Linked DNA regions of Mus musculus: all the other regions are linked to region 2. A link is a contact called in public promoter capture Hi-C data. All regions are on one chromosome and are shown on one strand. Each heading gives the region's core, a stretch centred on a gene start, on an enhancer-like site or on the middle of the called end of the contact. The rest is flanking DNA. Distances are from core to core; before and after follow the strand shown. Region 1 holds the start of Tlr3 (toll-like receptor 3). Region 2 holds the start of Wwc2 (WW, C2 and coiled-coil domain containing 2). Region 3 holds the start of Ufsp2 (UFM1-specific peptidase 2).

Evidence for each region. Promoter capture Hi-C pulls out the DNA fragments that hold promoters and counts their contacts.
Region 1: a promoter capture Hi-C map of pre-B cells shows a contact between it and region 2, with 2.7 times the contacts expected there. The contact joins the promoter of Tlr3 here to the promoter of Wwc2 in region 2. A contact is called at or near these places in 2 of 39 promoter capture datasets (liver and pre-B cells) and 1 of 9 other capture datasets (liver).
Region 3: a contact with region 2 is called in a promoter capture Hi-C map of pre-B cells, with 4 times the contacts expected there. The contact joins the promoter of Ufsp2 here to the promoter of Wwc2 in region 2. A contact is called at or near these places in 3 of 39 promoter capture datasets (hippocampal neurons, liver and pre-B cells).

Annotation. Positions count from the first base shown.
Region 1 is chr8:45,409,051-45,412,212 of GRCm38.p6, reverse strand. Tlr3 (toll-like receptor 3) reads left to right here and starts at 1,833. Exons shown (of 7, transcript NM_001357316.1): 1 at 1,833-1,913; 2 at 2,235-2,417.
Region 2 is chr8:47,988,494-47,991,843 of GRCm38.p6, reverse strand. It overlaps Wwc2 (WW, C2 and coiled-coil domain containing 2), which reads left to right and starts at 1,300. Exons shown (of 23, transcript NM_133791.5): 1 at 1,300-1,778. The coding sequence starts at 1,648.
Region 3 is chr8:45,973,995-45,977,037 of GRCm38.p6, reverse strand. Ufsp2 (UFM1-specific peptidase 2) reads right to left here and starts at 1,510. Exons shown (of 12, transcript NM_138668.2): 1 at 1,450-1,510. It overlaps 1700029J07Rik (RIKEN cDNA 1700029J07 gene), which reads left to right and starts at 1,786. Exons shown (of 7, transcript NM_001033148.3): 1 at 1,786-3,043.

The sequences.
Region 1 (3,162 bases), core at 584-3,083, 2.6 Mb after region 2:
TAAATGTCAGGTGGATGAAGGGGCTTGCCTGAGACTTCTAGGGCCTAGAAGGTGAGGATGGGATATCCAGAGCAGGCTGGTCAGCTAGGCTAGCAGCAAGGAGCTCTCAGTTCAGTTGAGAGACCCTTCCTCAATGAACAAAGTGTAGCACAATAAAGGAAAATACCCCAAATCAATTTCACGCCTTGATGAATATGTGCACATGTGTGCATATGTCCCCCACCCCCAGTATGTACACATATACATGCCAAGATATGTACACTTGAAAAAAAAGTTCTCTATTTATTTGAAGCCACTTACTAGTCAACTAACATTACAGCTAACCTAATATCTGTAAAGAATTACAAAGCATAAGATATTATAGATTATAGAGGAAGTATATTGTACTTATCTAATGCTGCATGGCCTATCACTCCATTTCTAAACAGTAAAGCAGCAGCAAGATGGTTTGCAGCTTTTCTGGGATGTTGGCAGAACTTGTTGAAGAAGGTCATTCAAGGTCATTGCTGAAGAAACTGCAGTAAGTTAAAGTAGATTGGAGGACTGTCTCCCATGCAGCCAGAGTCCATGTTAGCCATCTCCTAGGTGTTCGTGAGCATGCACATTCCCCTCCTTATATCCATTGCACAGCTAATCTAGGCTTCTGATTGCATAGCATTGGAGCCCCAGATTCCAATGAAGCCTGAGAGAGACTGGTGTTCCAAGAAGACAAGTCTTAAATACAGAGGCACTTATCAGGCTTCCCTAATGGACTCAGAACCAGACAGATATCCACTTGGTCAAAGCTACCCAAGCCAAGGGTCAGTGTGGGAGAGGACCATACAGCAGCCGATTCTCTGTCAGGAGACTAGTCCTTTAGAGGCTAGCAAGTTCTTCTGTGAGATGGTGTCAGAAGTAAAATTACAAAAATGCAGCCCAACCTGTTTTCAAGGAACCCACAGAGGTGAAATCTTGCCAAGACTATCAACGTTGTGTTGGCATCCAGGTGGATCAATGTAGAGGTCATTAATTTACTGAGGACAAAGTGCTTGCTTATGGTGTTGAGCTAAGAGTGTAGCCATGAGCCAGGTAACCACAGGAAGTAACCTCCTGGGGCCAGGGAAGAGCAATTTGCACCAGGATACAAAGTTACTTCTTGCTTTCACTTCTGTGGCCATTCACCTTTTCCACTTTCACCTCTGCCAAACAAAGGAACTATTGACTGAGAGCTCAGGCACTCCCCTCTCTTGGCTTCAAGACAAGAAGATCAGGTCAGGTGCTCTCCCATTTCTTGTATGCTTTATTACGTTTAACTTTTTTTTTAAAACTAAATAACAACCTGGCTGAATACTATGTCATTGCTCATCTGTAATGAAAAGAAAACTGACTTCATTCCCTTGCAACTCCGTTTCTTTAACCAGTTGGAGTCCTCATAGCTAATTGAGGAAGAAGGAGTTAATCCCGAGCTCTTCTCTGACCAAACAGATGCCTACTGATGCCTAATTTGTGGGTTTTGTGGAAAACTGGGCCTGCTTGAGTAAGAAAGGCTCTTTGTGACACCCAGTGCTGGACCAAACTTCTGCCTTCCTTCCTCCCTCCCTGCTCCCTTCCCCCATTGTTATTTCCCGGCCTAGTTGTTTCTGGGAGTTTCCTGCTTTTGAGGCAGGACCTCCTCCTGTGTCCGAGATGTCCTCAACATTTCCTGCTGGAAAACTGGATGGCCATTTTTACCTAAGAGATTAAGTTCGACTTTACTCATTTTGCAAAGAAGATAAAGCGAGGTAAGTGAATGGCTTTCACTTTGTTTAGACACATCCCATTTCCCCACACGGCCGGTCCCTGTTGGCCCCTCCCACTATGCGCGATTCCCGACCAGCACTCTGGGTCTCTGGGCGGCAGTCCCAACCTCAGACCATGCACTGCGCATATCACAGGTTTGCAAGGATCTGAAACCCACTGCAGAGGGCTTGGCTCTGAAGCCAGAAACTTACTGACTTCCAGAATTCTGCCCCCAGGCGGCGGCCGGTTCCTCGGCTTACACCTTCCTCCCTGAAGGTCGATTTGTGACCATTTCAATGAATCCCAGGAGGCCCTTAAAAAGAAACTAAAAAAGGGTAACAGTTTAATAACAATTTAACTGTTTCGCTGAAAATATCCTCTCTCTCTCCCTCTCCCTCTCCCCCTCCCCCCCCCCCCCTCTCTCTCTCTCTCTCTCTCTCTCTCTCTCTCTCTCTCAACTTAAGTTTCACTTTCAGGCTGAAAGGAAATGTGTGATTTAAAAAAAAAAGTCTGAATGAAAACTAAGGGGATGCAGGACCTCAGGCTGAGTAAAATCAGAATGTACTTGGCTTTTGAGGTTGACGCACCTGTTCTCTATCTGGGAAGTTAAACTGCCTGAATCACAATCGCGCACCAAAAGAAGATAGAAGATGATGCAGGTATTGGGAGAAGGGGAAAAATGCACCATAGTTCCAAATGTAAATTTAGCTACAAATTCTGATATCTTGTGATGAAATGCCAATTTTATGCAGCAACTAAAACAACAGCAGCAAGAACATACTTCCTCTATAGACTTCTCTTCTTGGAAAGATACTTTGAGAAAGCATTCAAAGTGATTTTGTAAAAGGCTTTAAAAAGTGGGTGAATGTGGCTCTGAGGGGTGTAAGGGGTAAACAAGATCAAAATACATATGTATGTGTAATGAATAGTATGAAATCATCAAAGAGCAAGTAAAAGGATTATATTAAAAGGTAGTTAAAAATACTTTTTAAAAAATTGCACCTTTTCCAAAAACAAAATAAAACAACAACAACAACAACAACAACAAAAACGCAGAAGGTTAAAAAGTCCTTTGTATTTAGTGAGCTAGAAAGGAAGACCTGGCACTCCATGACAATGTTCTTGAGAAAGGACAAATTCTCAGATGTTTCTAGGAACTGGCCAGTCACTTTCTGTTACAGAATGAAGAAGGGCAGCAGGAGAGGAGGGCAGGCTGTTCTGGAAGTTGTAGAGTAAGGCCAGAAACCAGGCTGGCAAATTATGGACTAGTTTGGGGAAAGCAGTCAACCTTCACCATATAGAAGTTGTCATAAGCTCTTCTCATGACTTTATGATGTGATTTTGTGTTGACACGTATCTAACTGTTTTGAAAGCTTTTCCTTACTATTAACTATTACCTACTAA
Region 2 (3,350 bases), core at 51-2,550:
CTGGGGCCTTTCTTCCTAAAATCTGCCATTTCAAAAGCATCTGCTTAGAGGCCTGGGAGAATATTGACAAGGTTGGCAATGCACAGCAGGCTGTAAAGGTTGAGGACGAAAGGCTATTTCTCAGACTGAGGACAAGGGACACTGCAAGCTTAGTGTCTTGACTCTGCCAAGGCTTTGTCGTCTTAGGAGTCTGACATCCGGCTCCTACCCAGGGCCGATCAGCACTTAATAGCTAAATAAATAAATGTTTGTGAGAGATCTACACCTCATACCAGATGGACCCTTGATCAAGCAAAGTGTGGCCACTGACTCCCGCCTTGGCCCCCTTCCGAGTGATTATTAACCCCTTCTGCCACCCCACCCCCCACCCCCGGTCCGGGACTGGGGTGGAGAACTTCCCGGGACAGAGAGTTGGAAGGAAGGGACTGGATAGTGGACGCAGCCATGTCCCTTGGATTTAAACCCAGAAGGGGACGCCAGATGCACAGGGCCCTGACCCCGCCAGTGCAGCCCCCTGACCCGGCGGGGCAGCACCGGTGATTCGGACCCCTAGGGCCCGCGCGGGGCTGACTGGCGGCGACAGTGGCGGGGTGGCCCTGTCGCTTCTAAGGATCAGGCCGGAGTTGCCCCGTGGGCCACTGGGGCGGACATGTCGCAGCTCTCATGGATAGGGACCCGCCTTTACTTTGCTCCCTTAGGCCCGCGAGGCCCTGGTGAGGTCACCGAGGGCCAGACTGAGCAGAAGGCTCGGGGGCGCCGCGGCCCCGGACACGCCCCGGACACACTCCCAGCGCTTTTTGCACACTTCCCCACCGCCGGGAACAGCCAAGGCACGGGGCGCGGCGTGGGGGGGGGGGGGTGGGGGGGGTGGGGGCGTTCTGTGCCCTTACTGTTTGTTGGGACTTCTTCCCAGGACAGCATTCCCCACCCTTTCCTCTCGAAAGTCTTGTGGTTTCCCTAGAAGACGGAAAGAGGTTGAGAAGGTTGCAGACTTTTTTTTCTTTGGCTTCTTTTTCCATCCAGAAAGCCCTCTAAATCCCCAAAGGGTCTGGCGGAGAGGGGACATCTCGGGCTGCAGAGGAGGGAGCGAGCTGTGCATTCCTCCGCCCTACCGCCTCCCACCTGGCCTCGTCGCTCCCCTCCCCCGCCCGGGCTCAGCCCCGCGTCCCGCCGCGGCCGCCCCGGCAGCTGCAGGGTTAAGCTCAGGAATGTGGCGGCGAGGAATGTGCATGCAGATGAGGCGGGCGCGGGGCGGGCCGGGGGCGGAGCGCATGCTAATCGCATGCAAATGAGCAGGCCAGTCGCCGCCGGGCCGTTGCTCCGCGGAGCTTCCCGGATCCGAGCCCAGACGGCGTCGGCCGGGGCAGCCTGGGCGCCGCGACCCTCGGCGGCCACAGGGGGACGGGGAGGAGGAGGAAGAGGCGGAGGCAGCGGCGGCAAGGAGGAGGAGGAGGGCTCGCTCGTCTGTTCCGACGCAGACATGGTGGACTGATCTCCGGCAGGGCTGAGAGCAGGGATCCCCGAGGCTTCCCCGCGCGTAGCTCGCCGTGCCCCTCGCCCCGCACGCCCCTCGCCGGCACCCGCGTTCCCGCCGCGCCCCGCGCCCGGTCCCTATGGAGGCGCCGCTCGCCGGCGAGGCCGCCGACCATGCCTAGGAGGGCCGGGAGCGGGCAGCTGCCGCTACCCCGGGGCTGGGAGGAGGCCAGGGACTACGACGGCAAGGTTTTCTACATCGACCACAACACCAGGAGGACCAGCTGGATCGACCCCCGGGACAGGTGGGTGGCCGGGCCCCGGCCGGGTGCGGGGACCCGCCTCGGGAAGTGCTGCGGTGGCTGTTGTCTGGGAGACCTGGAGGGCGCCGGGGGCGTGGGGCGTCGCCGGCCCTGCACCCCCCGAGGGGCTCCGGGGTAGGCGCGGGACGGTCGGCCTAGGCGCGGCTGTATCTGCCCGCCAGGCGCCCCTTCTTGGGCCCCATTGCCCACTGCCTTCCCCACACCCCTCGGGGACTTGTAGACACTCCCTGTCCCAAGGGAAGGGCCGGATTGGTGCCCTGGGTTGGCACCCTGAGTCCAGTTAGCCGGCTCAGGGTGTGTGTGTGTGGGTACTTGACCCCTCTCTAGACCTCCTGTGTGCTGTTTAAAGTTGGTCAGATGGAGGGAGAGGGCACCTTTCGACCTCTGAGGCACGCTGAGCTCGGGGCCTCCCGGAGGCCTAAGTGATGGTGAATTACTAGTCATCTGGGCCACCTGTGGCATCTCTCCTGCCTTACATACCTAGCTCCTGGGCACTGACTGCAAGCTTTTCCTAGGGCGCACCCCGAACCATGTCCTAGGGTCTGAACGTGGAGAGAGGGTCCCACTCCTGGCTCGACCTTCGTAGCTTTGCCCCTAAGATTAAAAAAACAAACCACTGTTTTGGAGTTTTGCTTCTAACCGTGGTTCCTCACCTGGAAACCTGGTCAGATTTTCCTTGTGAAGTGGCACGGAGACTGGAAGGGAACCTTGACCACAGCTGTGGGTAGCCCAGACTTGAAGCTTAGCCTAGTTTTTGCACAGCGATATAAGCATTTTGTTCTTACCTGGAGAGCTGAATGAAGCAAACAAGAGATCTAAGAAGTTCAGGAGCTGAACATTGGTGGACTGCTCACCAATGTTCTTTCTGTTTCTCACTCAACTCTCTCTTTGCTTTTAGAAGGAACACTTAGAATTAAAGTTGTTAGAGGGTGTGGACGGTCTCACACATCTGTCCAAACTCAGCACTTGTGAGGTGGAAGGAGAATCAGGAGTTCAAGGCTAGTTTGGGTTATTCGAAATCCTGTCTCAAAAAGAAAAAAAAAAAAAAAAAAAGGAATGTAGGGTGCATTTTTTTTTTTTTTTGTAAAATTTGAAATCTGTCCATTAAGGAGGTATTTTTGTTTTTTTATATTTTTCTAGACTGCCTCATACTGTATTGTAGCTCAGGCTAGCTGGCTTGGAACTCATTATGTAACACTGGCTGCTCCCAAACTCACAGCAATCCCCCTGCCTCAGCCTCTCCTCCGTGCAGGAATTACAGGTGCCAGCCACCACACCGGATGAGGAGTAGGGATTAGGGCCTCTGTGTAAATTCAAGTAGCATCTCTTCAGGGATGCCCCTGCCATTTGCAGTTTTAGCATTTCTAGAAAGTTCTATAGGCTTTTTATGCAATGTGATCTGAGGGGCTGTAGTCTTTTCTGGAGCTTTTCCTGCTAAGTCCCCCCCCCCCAGCTTGAAACACACTCTTCTATTTGATATTCCCAATCACTCATTTCCTACAACTATTGTAGTTGAAAGCTATTAAAAAGCAGTTATAAGAAAGTCCTGAACGA
Region 3 (3,043 bases), core at 261-2,760, 2.0 Mb after region 2:
CCATTCATTCTGTTGTTTATCATAAAAAACTAAACCCCTCAAAACTGGAAAATACTGTGAGAACTACCAGTGAGAAGTTTGATAAATTTAGAACAACATTACCATTTGAGTAAGAAAAATACTTACATAAACTGAAGATTGAAAAGACAAGCAAAAAACCCTGTCTTGAAAAAAAAAAAGAAAGAAAGAAAGAAAGAAAGAAAAAGAAAAAAGAAAGAAAGAAAAGAAAGAAAAAAGAAAAGACAAGCAAGAGTAAGGTTTAACTCGGGTACTTATACAATAAGATTTCTGCTTAACATAATCAGTCACGCCTATTCTTTTCTGTAAAAAATGGGGAAAAGATATGGTACTTCAACCAGGGTTGTTATGACAATTCTTTAAGCAATCATATGTGAAAGCGCCAGGGTCTCTTTAGGCTTTTAAAGCAAGATACTCTATGAAGATGTAATATTTAAGCTGAAATTCGAAGGGCAGGTAAGTAGCCCATAAAAGAAGCCTTAAATTTTCCAAGGTAAAGAGGTATTCTTATGTGTGTAAGCCCATTCTAAGCACAGTGGCCAATTGGTGAAGGTTCGCTTAATTGAAACAACATGTAGGAAGGCTGATGTATACGATTGTAAGCCCAACACTTGGGAGGTAGAGGCAGGAAGGTCTGGATTTCAAAGTCATTCCTGACTGTGTAGCCAGTTCAAGGACAGCCTGGGTTTTGTGAGGCTCTGTCCTAAAACCAAAGCAAAAGATCACTTAGACTATGACCCATGGACGGACAGCAAGGACAAAGCTCAAGGACGGTAAAGAAGGTTTTAATACAGCCAGCCAGAAGTAGAACCCAGACTTGATTATTGACTTTGTTCTTGAGATGAGGCAAGTTTGTCAAGGGTTTGGTGGGCACAAGGAGGGGTGAGCTGGGTTATCGAATGGGAATTCTGAAGGAAGAGTGCGGGGAGAACAGGAAATGATGAGCCGGCTCTGTAACTGCTGAGTTTGAATGATTTATTTAAGTGGAAGCAGTTGACTAGACTTATGAATTGGGTTCGGAGAGAAAGCTCAGGGTGTAAGCTGAAGATTATCATCTGCGGTACAGATGGCAGGACTTAGCTGAGCTAGGAGAAGGGGGAAGCTGGAGAGTTCTGTGCCACGTAAGCGAAGGGAGAAGACTATTTTAAGGAAGTTAGGTCTATCTTTTCAAAACCAAAAGTTCTTTTAGCTAGCTTCTAAATACGACAAATAGTGCCTTACTGTCAAGATGCACTGACTGACCCGGAGAGTCGCATGACCCGGTGCTGCTGGTGACCAGATCACCCAAGAGATCCAAGTGAGGATAGTTTGTACCGCGACTTTTGGCCTCTCAGGAGCAGCTCCTTTTAGGGGCCTGGAGCCATTCTCCTAACGGTTGACGAAGTCCTAGGGGTAAATACGGGGAGGTCACTGACAACCAGAATCACTTACCAAGCACCACTGGCGATGGCAAGAACACCTACTTCGTGCAAGCAAGGGTCGTCCCGGAAGTGACGTCACGCCCGCCGACTGCGGGGCTCCGACAGGTGACTACAACTCCCAGAATGCTTCGCGTCAACCATCACGGAGCGTACCACAGGGAAACTATTCGCCGATGGCGGGGAAACAGAAGGCTTAGTTTCGAGAGATTTTATTGGCTGAGACTTACGTATTCTATGGCCTTTCTTCCGTTTTCGTGGACGCGCCGTGCGGGTTCGAACGTTCCGAGGGCCTACAGTAGCACGTTGGGAAAGGGTTCTCCCGTTCCCACGGCAACGCGGCCTAACATGCGCCAGCGGCAGCTTGCGGAACTGTGCGGCGCGCGCCTCTGCTGCTGCGCTCTAGGCTGGAGCCCCGGCCAAGCGCGTGGCCTCGAGCTCTTCGGGCTCTGCTGTGGAGTGATCCCCGACCGGAGCAGGGTCCATCTGATTCTGGTTGTGGGATTAGGTGTCTTTTGGAGAGGTGACTCGGCCTCGCAGACATGGGTTTTCCTTAGCTACCTGCCTACTTCAAGCTACCTTTCCTTAGAGGGAATAACTTAGACAATCAGTCCATTTATTTTCTGCAGTTTCTCCCTTTTAGCCAAACTTTTTTTTTTTTTTTCCTGGCGTAGAAAAGAATTTATTGAGTAAATTGCAAGGATGCAGTGGACAGGGCTGTAACAGAGGAACCTTCTTAGCCAAACTTTTTGAAGGGAACTTGCCATATTCTACTTGGGTAGAATCCCACGATTTTCGTGTCTACGTGATTATAAACCAAAATTTATGCCTTTTAAAGTCTGTTTTCCTACTTCTACCTGACCAGAAGGAGAGGGTTGCAAAAAACATTGCGTAAATGTGTGAATGAATACTTTGTAAGTTTTACTTAAAGAGTTTATTGTAGGGACAAAGTTGAAGGCATTGGCCGCAAGCGCTGGGGCGACAATGGTAAAAAACTAAAGGGGTTTTGTCGTTCAAGCCGCTCCGGAGGTTAGGGCAGAGGTTCCCTGATTCCAGGAGTTCCATTCCAGTCTGGGCAGCGTTGCCTCAAGAATGTGGTGAAGGAGATTGAAACTCAGTTCATGGTTCCTAGCTGTCAGTTCACTGGGGAAAATAAAGGGTGCCAAACCACGGATATAAGATGACTGTTAATGAAGCTTGGGAAGGTGTTAAAGCGGAGAATCTCCAGGAGAAGAGACCAACTCCATGACTGTCCAATTAAAGCAAGCTGTGTGTTGGGGTGTGCCCGTACTAGCCTGCTGGCTGTCTCACTCTGAGAGCACCCCTTGCGGCAGCCTCATTAGGTCCTTTTTACACGAGAGAGAGAGAGAGAGAGAGAGAGAGAGAGAGAGAGAGAGAGAGAGAGAGAGAGAGAGATCGTTCACCGGACTGAGAGAGTTGGCTGTTATACATTGTAAAAACAAAACCAAAGAACAATGTGAAAGGGAAGGAACAAGGTCATGTTCCTACATCATGTGAATCGGGTAGCAAGTTTAGTGTTGGTTGAAAGACATTTTGCAGTTTACATCCTATCTAAGAAACAGGGATCAGTCCTTAATTACAAGGAG